Regions from separate parts of the Mus musculus genome. Here regions 2 and 3 are each linked to region 1. Evidence: chromatin contacts called from public promoter capture Hi-C data. All regions are on one chromosome and are shown on one strand. The core of a region is the stretch at or near the end of the contact, and the rest is flanking DNA. Distances in the headings are between cores, read along the strand shown. Region 1 holds the start of Carf (calcium response factor). Region 2 has its middle 15 kb from the start of Bmpr2. Region 3 overlaps Bmpr2 (bone morphogenetic protein receptor, type II (serine/threonine kinase)).

What was found. Promoter capture Hi-C pulls out the DNA fragments that hold promoters and counts their contacts.
Region 2: a contact with region 1 is called in a promoter capture Hi-C map of embryonic stem cells, with 2.2 times the contacts expected there. The contact joins the enhancer-like site here to the promoter of Carf in region 1. A contact is called at or near these places in 7 of 39 promoter capture datasets (embryonic stem cells, hematopoietic stem and progenitor cells, hippocampal neurons and 3 more), 1 of 484 Hi-C or Micro-C datasets (uterus), 3 of 115 datasets of contacts at active chromatin or transcription factors (craniofacial prominence, large pre-B cells and pro-B cells) and 2 of 9 other capture datasets (adipose tissue and pancreatic islet).
Region 3: a contact with region 1 is called in a promoter capture Hi-C map of stem cell-derived epiblast-like cells, with 2.6 times the contacts expected there. The contact joins the enhancer-like site here to the promoter of Carf in region 1. A contact is called at or near these places in 4 of 39 promoter capture datasets (embryonic stem cells, hematopoietic stem and progenitor cells and stem cell-derived epiblast-like cells) and 2 of 115 datasets of contacts at active chromatin or transcription factors (embryonic stem cells and stem cell-derived neural progenitor cells).

The regions. Positions count from the first base shown.
Region 1 is chr1:60,096,982-60,099,531 of GRCm38.p6, forward strand. Carf (calcium response factor) reads left to right here and starts at 1,266. Exons shown (of 16, transcript NM_139150.5): 1 at 1,266-1,326. Wdr12 (WD repeat domain 12) reads right to left here and starts at 926. Exons shown (of 13, transcript NM_021312.5): 1 at 526-926. The coding sequence starts at 566.
Region 2 is chr1:59,748,162-59,750,711 of GRCm38.p6, forward strand. No RefSeq gene overlaps it. Among named protein-coding and RNA genes, the nearest start is that of Bmpr2, 15 kb to the right of the region's middle. Within about 2 kb of position 1,285, at least 12 of the 459 cell types and tissues checked have an H3K27ac peak or open chromatin away from gene starts, as enhancers often do. A contact at or near this core is called in embryonic stem cells and stem cell-derived epiblast-like cells, where this site is marked.
Region 3 is chr1:59,802,707-59,805,256 of GRCm38.p6, forward strand. All of the region lies in intron 1 of Bmpr2 (bone morphogenetic protein receptor, type II (serine/threonine kinase)), which reads left to right. Among named protein-coding and RNA genes, the nearest start is that of Bmpr2, 40 kb to the left of the region's middle. Within about 2 kb of position 1,280, at least 11 of the 459 cell types and tissues checked have an H3K27ac peak or open chromatin away from gene starts, as enhancers often do. A contact at or near this core is called in stem cell-derived epiblast-like cells, where this site is marked.

The sequences.
Region 1 (2,550 bases), core at 16-2,515:
AAACAGCTCTACAAACTCCATAGCCAGTTTCTAGTCTGTTTGGGGGGGGGGGGGGGATGAAGTTGTGCTTTCAGAAACCACGAGACACCGTTAACGGACAAGCCTGTTCAACTCTCAAATTACTGACATGATGTGTGCAGCATGCAGAAAGCAAACGTGAAGCCCTGGTCCTCCACACACGTCAAATTATGAAAAGCTCATGAAAGTGGGTAGAAAACGGAGATTTAAGAAGACGTGAACACCGCTTCCAAATGAGACAGGGCAGAAGTGCGGGGCACGTGAAGGGGAAGGCGAATGAAGTCTTTTTTATTTTTTTCTATCAGTCAGCTTATCTTATTTGCAATAAATTCTTTTAATTGTAGCCATTATAATTATTAAAGTTCTTTCAACTTTGATTTACTAAAACCTTGTCCGTTTCTTCTTTAATGTATATCCCCAGTCAAAACAGCAAGGATCAAATCGAAGGAGTCTTCAAACGAGATCGGCTCCTGGAAGACAGGGACAGAAGCTGGAACCCTTACTTACTTCTTGTTCTCGCTGTAGAAACGTGCCTGGAGTTGTGCCATGGCTGAATATACACACGAGACTTCTCCACGAAAATGTGTGCGTTGATAATCAAGCAGCTCTAAGGTAGACTGCGCCGCAAGCGCAGCAGGAGCTAGGCTTCAGTTAGCTCCCTCAGGTTCCTACAGAACATACCACGAGGTTCGATTTCCACCAGCGCCCAGCCCGCACACATCAAGTACCTATTCCGAGATTTAGGAAACATCGATTAGTCAAGCGTAGTCCTAAAAGCATCCAGTCCCCTTAAGACTTTTGTTTCTTATCTATCTAGATTCGTAATCTATTAGGAAAATAAAGAAAATAACTAGCTTGAGCCAAATTTTAAGCGTGTCTTTAGACCCAGACCCTTTAGACTCAGCGCTCAGATACTACAAACCCCAGAAGGGAGCGCGTTTCAGACCCTCTGAACACTGGGAGTTGTAGGCTTTATTTATTTTGCCACACCGCATTTAGGGTCTCATATCTGCTTTTAATACTCCTTTCTCCGGGCAGATATTACACTTCCTGCTTCTTTATTCTGAGTGACAAAGGTCCCATCTGTTCGTCTTGTGTGCACTGTTCCAACAGCCAAATTCGGCCGAGACCATGTGTTCTTACCTCTGGCTTCAGAGCGGAAACTCGGGAAAGGAGAACGAGTCGGAAGGGAACTGGGCGACGGTGGCTGAGAAGGGTCTAATCTGATGGACCTGCGCTGCGCCTCCAGGAGGGGTGCGCCTGCGCATTGTGCTGGTCTCCACGGCGCGGCCTCGGAGCCAAGACGAGGTTGAGTAGTCTCGTTTTGAATTTTCTCCCTTCTGCTTACGGCGGACTCCCCTCTCGCGTTGTGGGGCTCGCTGCGGCGGCAGGGTTGGGGGAGCCGGAGGCCTGGCAGAGCTGTCTGTGCCCAGCGACCGGACGCTCCCTCCCAACCTCCCTTCGTCCCCCTGCCGCCTCCTCCCGTCACCTCCTGACCCTCCCGGGCTGGGAGCAACCGCCGGCCCCCGCCCCCGGCCGTCGCCGGACGCCGCTGTGCGCTGTCCCTGCGCCCTCGTCCGCCTCCACGGCGGCTCCTTCGCCGTGGGCCCGGGAGGGGCCCCGCGGCCGGGAGAAGGCAGGCTGCCGCAGGGGGAGGCGAGGTGTCTGTCCCGCAGAGGGTGCGGAGCCCGAGAACGCACCACCGCCACGGAGCATCCGAGTCCTGGGCCGGAGCGCCCGCCCGAGAGGGGCCTCTCCCCTCCTTTCCGAGTCTGACGTTTAGAAAAGTGTCCTCTGCACCTTCTCCCCTGCTTTCGGGCTTCTTTTATTATTATTATTATTATTAATTATTAATTATTTTTTTAATCTTGATGTCACTCAAAGGCTTGTCTCGGTCTCAATGGTCTCGATTATTACTCTAGTTATTTTCCTGAGTGGAGAATAGATGGGGGCTATTACTCTTAAGATCCCAAAGTCACTTTTTTAAGGCATTCGTCTGAAAACCTCCGGGGGTAGGGTGGGGTACAGGGACACACTACTCTGAGACAGCAATTTAGAGTCAGGCAGAACTGGATTGCAAAATGTGTTGGCTTAGCGGTATGAGTGAACCAGTGAATATGGTGAGAGGTTTTCTATATGTCGCCTAATTAAATTTAAATCCGTAGAAAACTAGAAGTTATCTAGTCAGTTGGAGGCGAAAACAATCATTTGTTAAGTGGACAACGACCCAAAAAGCATGACTGTTCTCAGTTTATTCATTTTACAGAATTGCATGCCCCATTACAGGAATGCCTGAATTTGATTCTACCTGTTACTTAACCTCTGTGCCACACTAAGATTAGCTGTGACAATTTAATGTCGCATAAGAAGCACTCAGAAAATGTTAACTATTTTTCTCATAAGAGCTACCAATAGAAGTTTTTACCACTGATGTAGGTGGAGGCATAAAATGAGAAAAACCTCTGCCCAAAATACAGGGAAAAAAAATTTCCTTGTTCAGATTGGGTTTGCTGATAACAGTGTTACCAGACG
Region 2 (2,550 bases), core at 35-2,534, 350 kb before region 1:
GTTTGTTTGGAGACAGGATCTCTCTGTATAGCCCTGGCTAGCCTGGAACTTACTATGTAGACCAGGCTGGCTTGGAACTCACAATGCTAGGATTACATGTGTGCACCCCATCATGCCCAGTCCAACAGAATGGTTTTTAGTATACTCATAGAGTTGTTGGATTGCCATTACAACCAATTTTAGAAAGTGTAGAGTATTTTCTTCACCCAAAAAGAAATACCACGTTGAGGATCAACTTCAGGGCCTTGCATACGCTAGGAGCTATGTTCCAACTCTTGAGATTCTGAGTTGGGGGAAGGTCTCACTATATAGTCCAGGGTTGCCTCAAGATTATAATTCTCCTGTTGAAGGATATTTGATCATACTGTTAACCCCAGGATTACATTATTTAGTGAAAAAAAAAAACTGTTTCTAGTTGTGGTGTGGCTCAGCCCTTAACACATACCTTTAATCCGTTTGGCTGGAATATAAGCATGCCCTTAGAATATACCCTTAATCCCAAACAATGAAGGTAAGGTTAGTTAGTAGAAAGAAGCACCTGTGTTTGAAAGTGATGTCTAATTGAGTGACAAACAAAGTAATGCATTATATGACAATTACATCAGGCGAATAAAAACTATAAAAATATGTAATTGTCCTGTTTCAGCTTTCCAACTGCTGGTACTCCAGCTCGTGTCCCGCAGCAACAAGACACTCTTTAGTCAACAGCAGTCATGCCTCTTTACTACCAACTCCCACAACTGCCTTCCAACTCCAGGCAATCACTAGCACAATCTGTAGGTGTCAAAGAACCTTTTCCCTCCTCTCAGATACAATTAAGGACTACAGATAGACTAGCAACCAATAAACTACCAATAGACCAGCAGAAAGACGTACAACTCAATAACCCAAGGAGATGTAGAGGTTTGTACATTCTCCTCATTTGGAGAAGGAAGCAGAAGACATAAGGAAGTTTAGAGGAAGAGTAAGACATTTTCAGAGGAGACAAAGGGGCCTTCAGGGCAAACATTCACTCAGGAAAAAGTTAGACTGGCCTCAAGCTATGACGTCAACTTTGCTTCCTCCCCCTGATAGTATCAGATTCCTCAGCTGATGAGCACAAGGGGAGAGTCTGATATGGTGCTGCTGTGTGCTGCAGGAGGCCAAGGCAGCAGGATAGTGAGTTTGAGGCCAGCCTGTATTACAAAGTGAAACTTATTTCTGTGGTGTACATCTTTAGTCTTGGAGAGTACTCTGGAGGCAGAGTCAGGTGGATCTTAAGTTCGAGGCCAGCCTGGTCTACAGAGCTTGTTCCAAGCCAGTAAGGGCTACAGAGAAACCCTGTCTCAGCCCAACATGGTAGTGCATGCCTTTAATTCCGGCATTTGGGAAGCAAAAGTGGGTAGATAGATCTCTTTGAGTTCAAAGCCAGCCTACTCTACAGAGTGAGTTCCAGGACAGTGGGATGGGGCTGTGACACAGAGAAACCCTGTTTTGAAAAACCAAAAACCAAACCAAACCAAAAACCAAAGATACAGTTTGAGCAGGGCATGGTAGTGTATACCTTATACCTGTAGTCCCAGCCTCATAAGAGGCTGAGGTAGGAGGACTGTTTGAGCCTAGGAGTTCCAAGGATAGAGTGGGCAACAGAGAGAGACCCTGAATTTTTTTTTAAAGATTTATTTTATTATTTTATCTAAGTACACTGTTGCTGTCTTCAGATGCACCAGAAGAGGGCGTCAAATCCCATGACAGATGGTTGTGAGCCACCGTGTGGTTGCTGGGATTTGAGCTTGTGACCTTCAGAAGAGCAGTCAGTGCTCTTAACTGCTGAGTCATCTCTCCAGCCCCTGAATTTTTATTTTTATTTGGTTTTTCGAGACAGGGTTTCTCTGTGTAGCCTTGGCTGTCCTGCTGTAGACCAGGCTGGCCTCGAACTCAGAAATCCACCTGCCTCTGCCTCCCGAGTGCTGGGATCAAAGGCGTGCGCCACCACGCCCGGCTGAATGTTTATTTTTAAAGTGTGTGTGTGTGTGTGTGTGTGTGTGTGTGTGTGTGTGTGTGTGTGTGTGTGTGTGTGTGTGTAAAACTTTGGGAAGGGATTTGCTATGTTCATAGAACTGTAAGAGACTCAGGGAGTCTGGGAATGTAGCTCAGTGGCAGAGAACTTGCCTAGCATGTGCTCAATCCCAGAACCAAACAAGGAAGAGATTCAGTGTTTCTGGACACTGAGAGTAAATGCAAGGGATAAGGACAGCAACACTTAAGTAGATAAGCAGTGGACAGTGACCTGTAACATGATCACTAACCCTTTAACTAGAAGACTGCTTCCTGACCGGGTCACTCAGGTTCCCTTTGCTTGCATCTTTTATTATTATTATTATTATTATTATTATTATTATTATTATTATTATTATTAAAGTTTTGTGTCCAGGAAGGAAAAAAAAATCATTATAGAGAGATGTAGGAAGGCAAGAAAATGGCAAATGAGATTTCCTACAGATGTTTTACATAAAACCTTGGCACTCAGCACATCTGAGTAAAGCTGAGCTACGAAGTCATTTGTGTAGT
Region 3 (2,550 bases), core at 30-2,529, 290 kb before region 1:
ACTTAGTCCCAACAAATTTATTTTTTGAAATTCAAAGCAGTATTTGAAGATATTTAAAATGTTTTGTTTTGTATTCCCCAAGATAAGTTATTATGTAGGTAGGGAATATTTCTATTATATTCTAAAATTTACTTCTCTTTCAGGAGTAGCTTATAAGAATGGCCATTCATGGGCTAAGGAAATGGATGGGTCCTTTGGGTAAAGTTCCTGTGTGGGCATGAGGACCTGAGTTCAAATCACCAGTGATCATGTAAAAGATGCTGTAACCCTAACACTAGGGGAACGCAGAGACAGGTGCATCCCCAAAGCTTGCCAGCTAGCCAGCCTAGGTGAAATGGTAAATTCCAGCTTTGTTGAGATGGATTCTGTGTTAGTAATGGAAGACACCTAATGTATACACCTTTCAACACAGAATGATCATTCATTGTAGTGTGGGCAAAAACAGTGAGCCATCCAAAGCCTTCCTATTTATATCACTAGGATACAAGCACTTTGAGGGAATAACACTATCTTACTCATACCACACTCCAGGTGTAGAATACTGATGCCACATAACAGGCACTTAATAAACATTTGACTCTTTAATGGCTGTTACTGCCAGTCCTAGGATAGAAAGCCTGTTAACGGCATGGAATGGTCTTATCTGCCTGTTTGTTTAGTTGTTGCTCTGGATTAGAAAGAACAATGTTTTGGGTTTTTTTGTTTGTTTGTTTTTTCTATTTGAGAGAGCTGAAATGAACTGACTTTTAGTCAAACTGAGTTGTGATTTGTGCATGTGTGTTAGTTACCTTTTACTTGTTTTAGGAATTTGTACAGAGAAAGTTAATAACAGGCCTGAGGCTGCTGTTCTTAGAAAGCCCTGCATTCCTAGTTGGCCATTGGCTAGCATATGTGATTTGTGTTTGGGGTGTTTTGGAGTGCTCCCACTGAGTGTGACCCTGCAGGTGTCCAGGAAGAGAAGTGAACCTGCAAAGAGACAAGAATGGAAGGTTCGGATTGACTTGATCAACCTGGGTCAGATTTCTGAAAGTCTGATGCCAGGTGGTTCATTGTCAGAATATTTAAAACACAGTACAATTTGGGAAAAAGTTTCCAAGCAGTAATCATTCCCATTCCAGGTTTCCAGGCAACAATCATTTTAATTCCAGGTGCACAATAAAGCTTAAGGTGTGATTACATAGAAACTTCATTACAAAGTGCAGGACCATGGCTCAGGGGGTTAAGAGCACTTGCACTCTTGCAGAGGCCTCAGGCTCAGTTCCTGGCAGTTACATGATGGCTCACATCCACGTGTAACTCCAGTTCCAAGGGATCCGAGGCTCTCTTCTGGCCTCCAAGGGCACCAGGCATATAGGGAAAAAATGTGCATATGCATAAAAAGTAAAAATAAATCTTTTAAGGAAAATATTTGTGGTGTTCAGATGATGACTCAGTTTGCAAAATGGTTGCCATGTCAGTGTGAGAAGTTGAGTTTGGATCCGAAATACTCATATTAATAAAGAAAGAGCAGCGTAAAGCTTGCGCTGAAGAGGCACAGACAGGTGGCTCCCTGGATTCTGGCTAGCTAGCCTCATCTATTTGGTGAGCTCTAGGTTCTGAGACTCTTTTCCAAAAAATAAAGTGGACAACACACACACACACACACACACACACACACACACACACGAGATAGGGAAAATATACTCTCTTTCCTTATAACTGGAGTGCTACTCTGTCCTTAGGCATGTGTTCTGGGAAAAGGATATCCTTGCTTCAGTTATTCAGTTATTTGCCCCATGCCTGCAAGGTTTCTGTGCTGTTTATTTTAGATAGTTCATTTTGACACTTAGATAAACAGAAGCCAAGCACATAAGCATACCCAGAATTAGTCCCTGAACTATGTTCCAGGGCAGAGATAAGATGCTTAGACTTCTCCAGTACAGATAAATATATTACAACTACTAGAGGATAAGTGTTGTGAGACTTTTGGATTGTTTAGACATAGAATGGCAGTGAAGATTAAAAAAAAAAAAAAGAAGGATAACCCGGGTGTTGTGTCTTGTGCCTGCACTCCCTGCCTTCAGGGTTAGAGCAGGAATGTGATGCCAAGATCAATCAGCCTGGGCTATACAGCATGTTCCAGGCTAGCCTGGGCTTCAAAGGGTTGCTGTCTTTCAGGGAAATTCACTTGAAATTATTCATAGTGAATACAGCAGATGTTCAGGATAGTAGTCATTTTTCATGTCTATATTTTGTCTTACTAAGACAGCTTCATTTTATTTGCATTCTCTAAACCAGAGCTCTTGTGCATTTTGTTCCCCAGTTTTCATCTGCCCACCAGTAAACTGTTAGTTATTACTGTAATGTTTTTGCCTCCTAAATCTCAGAATATAAATTGGCTATTTCTGAATTCTAAAAAAGTTTTCTAGAATTAATTTGAAAAATGTTTCTCTATAATTCTGTATAACTTCTAGATTTTTAGATTTATGGATGCCAGACTTTGGAGACAAAAAAAGTTTAGGCTCTTCTCAAAATGTTAGACCAAACAACATGTCCTGTGGATAAACCCAA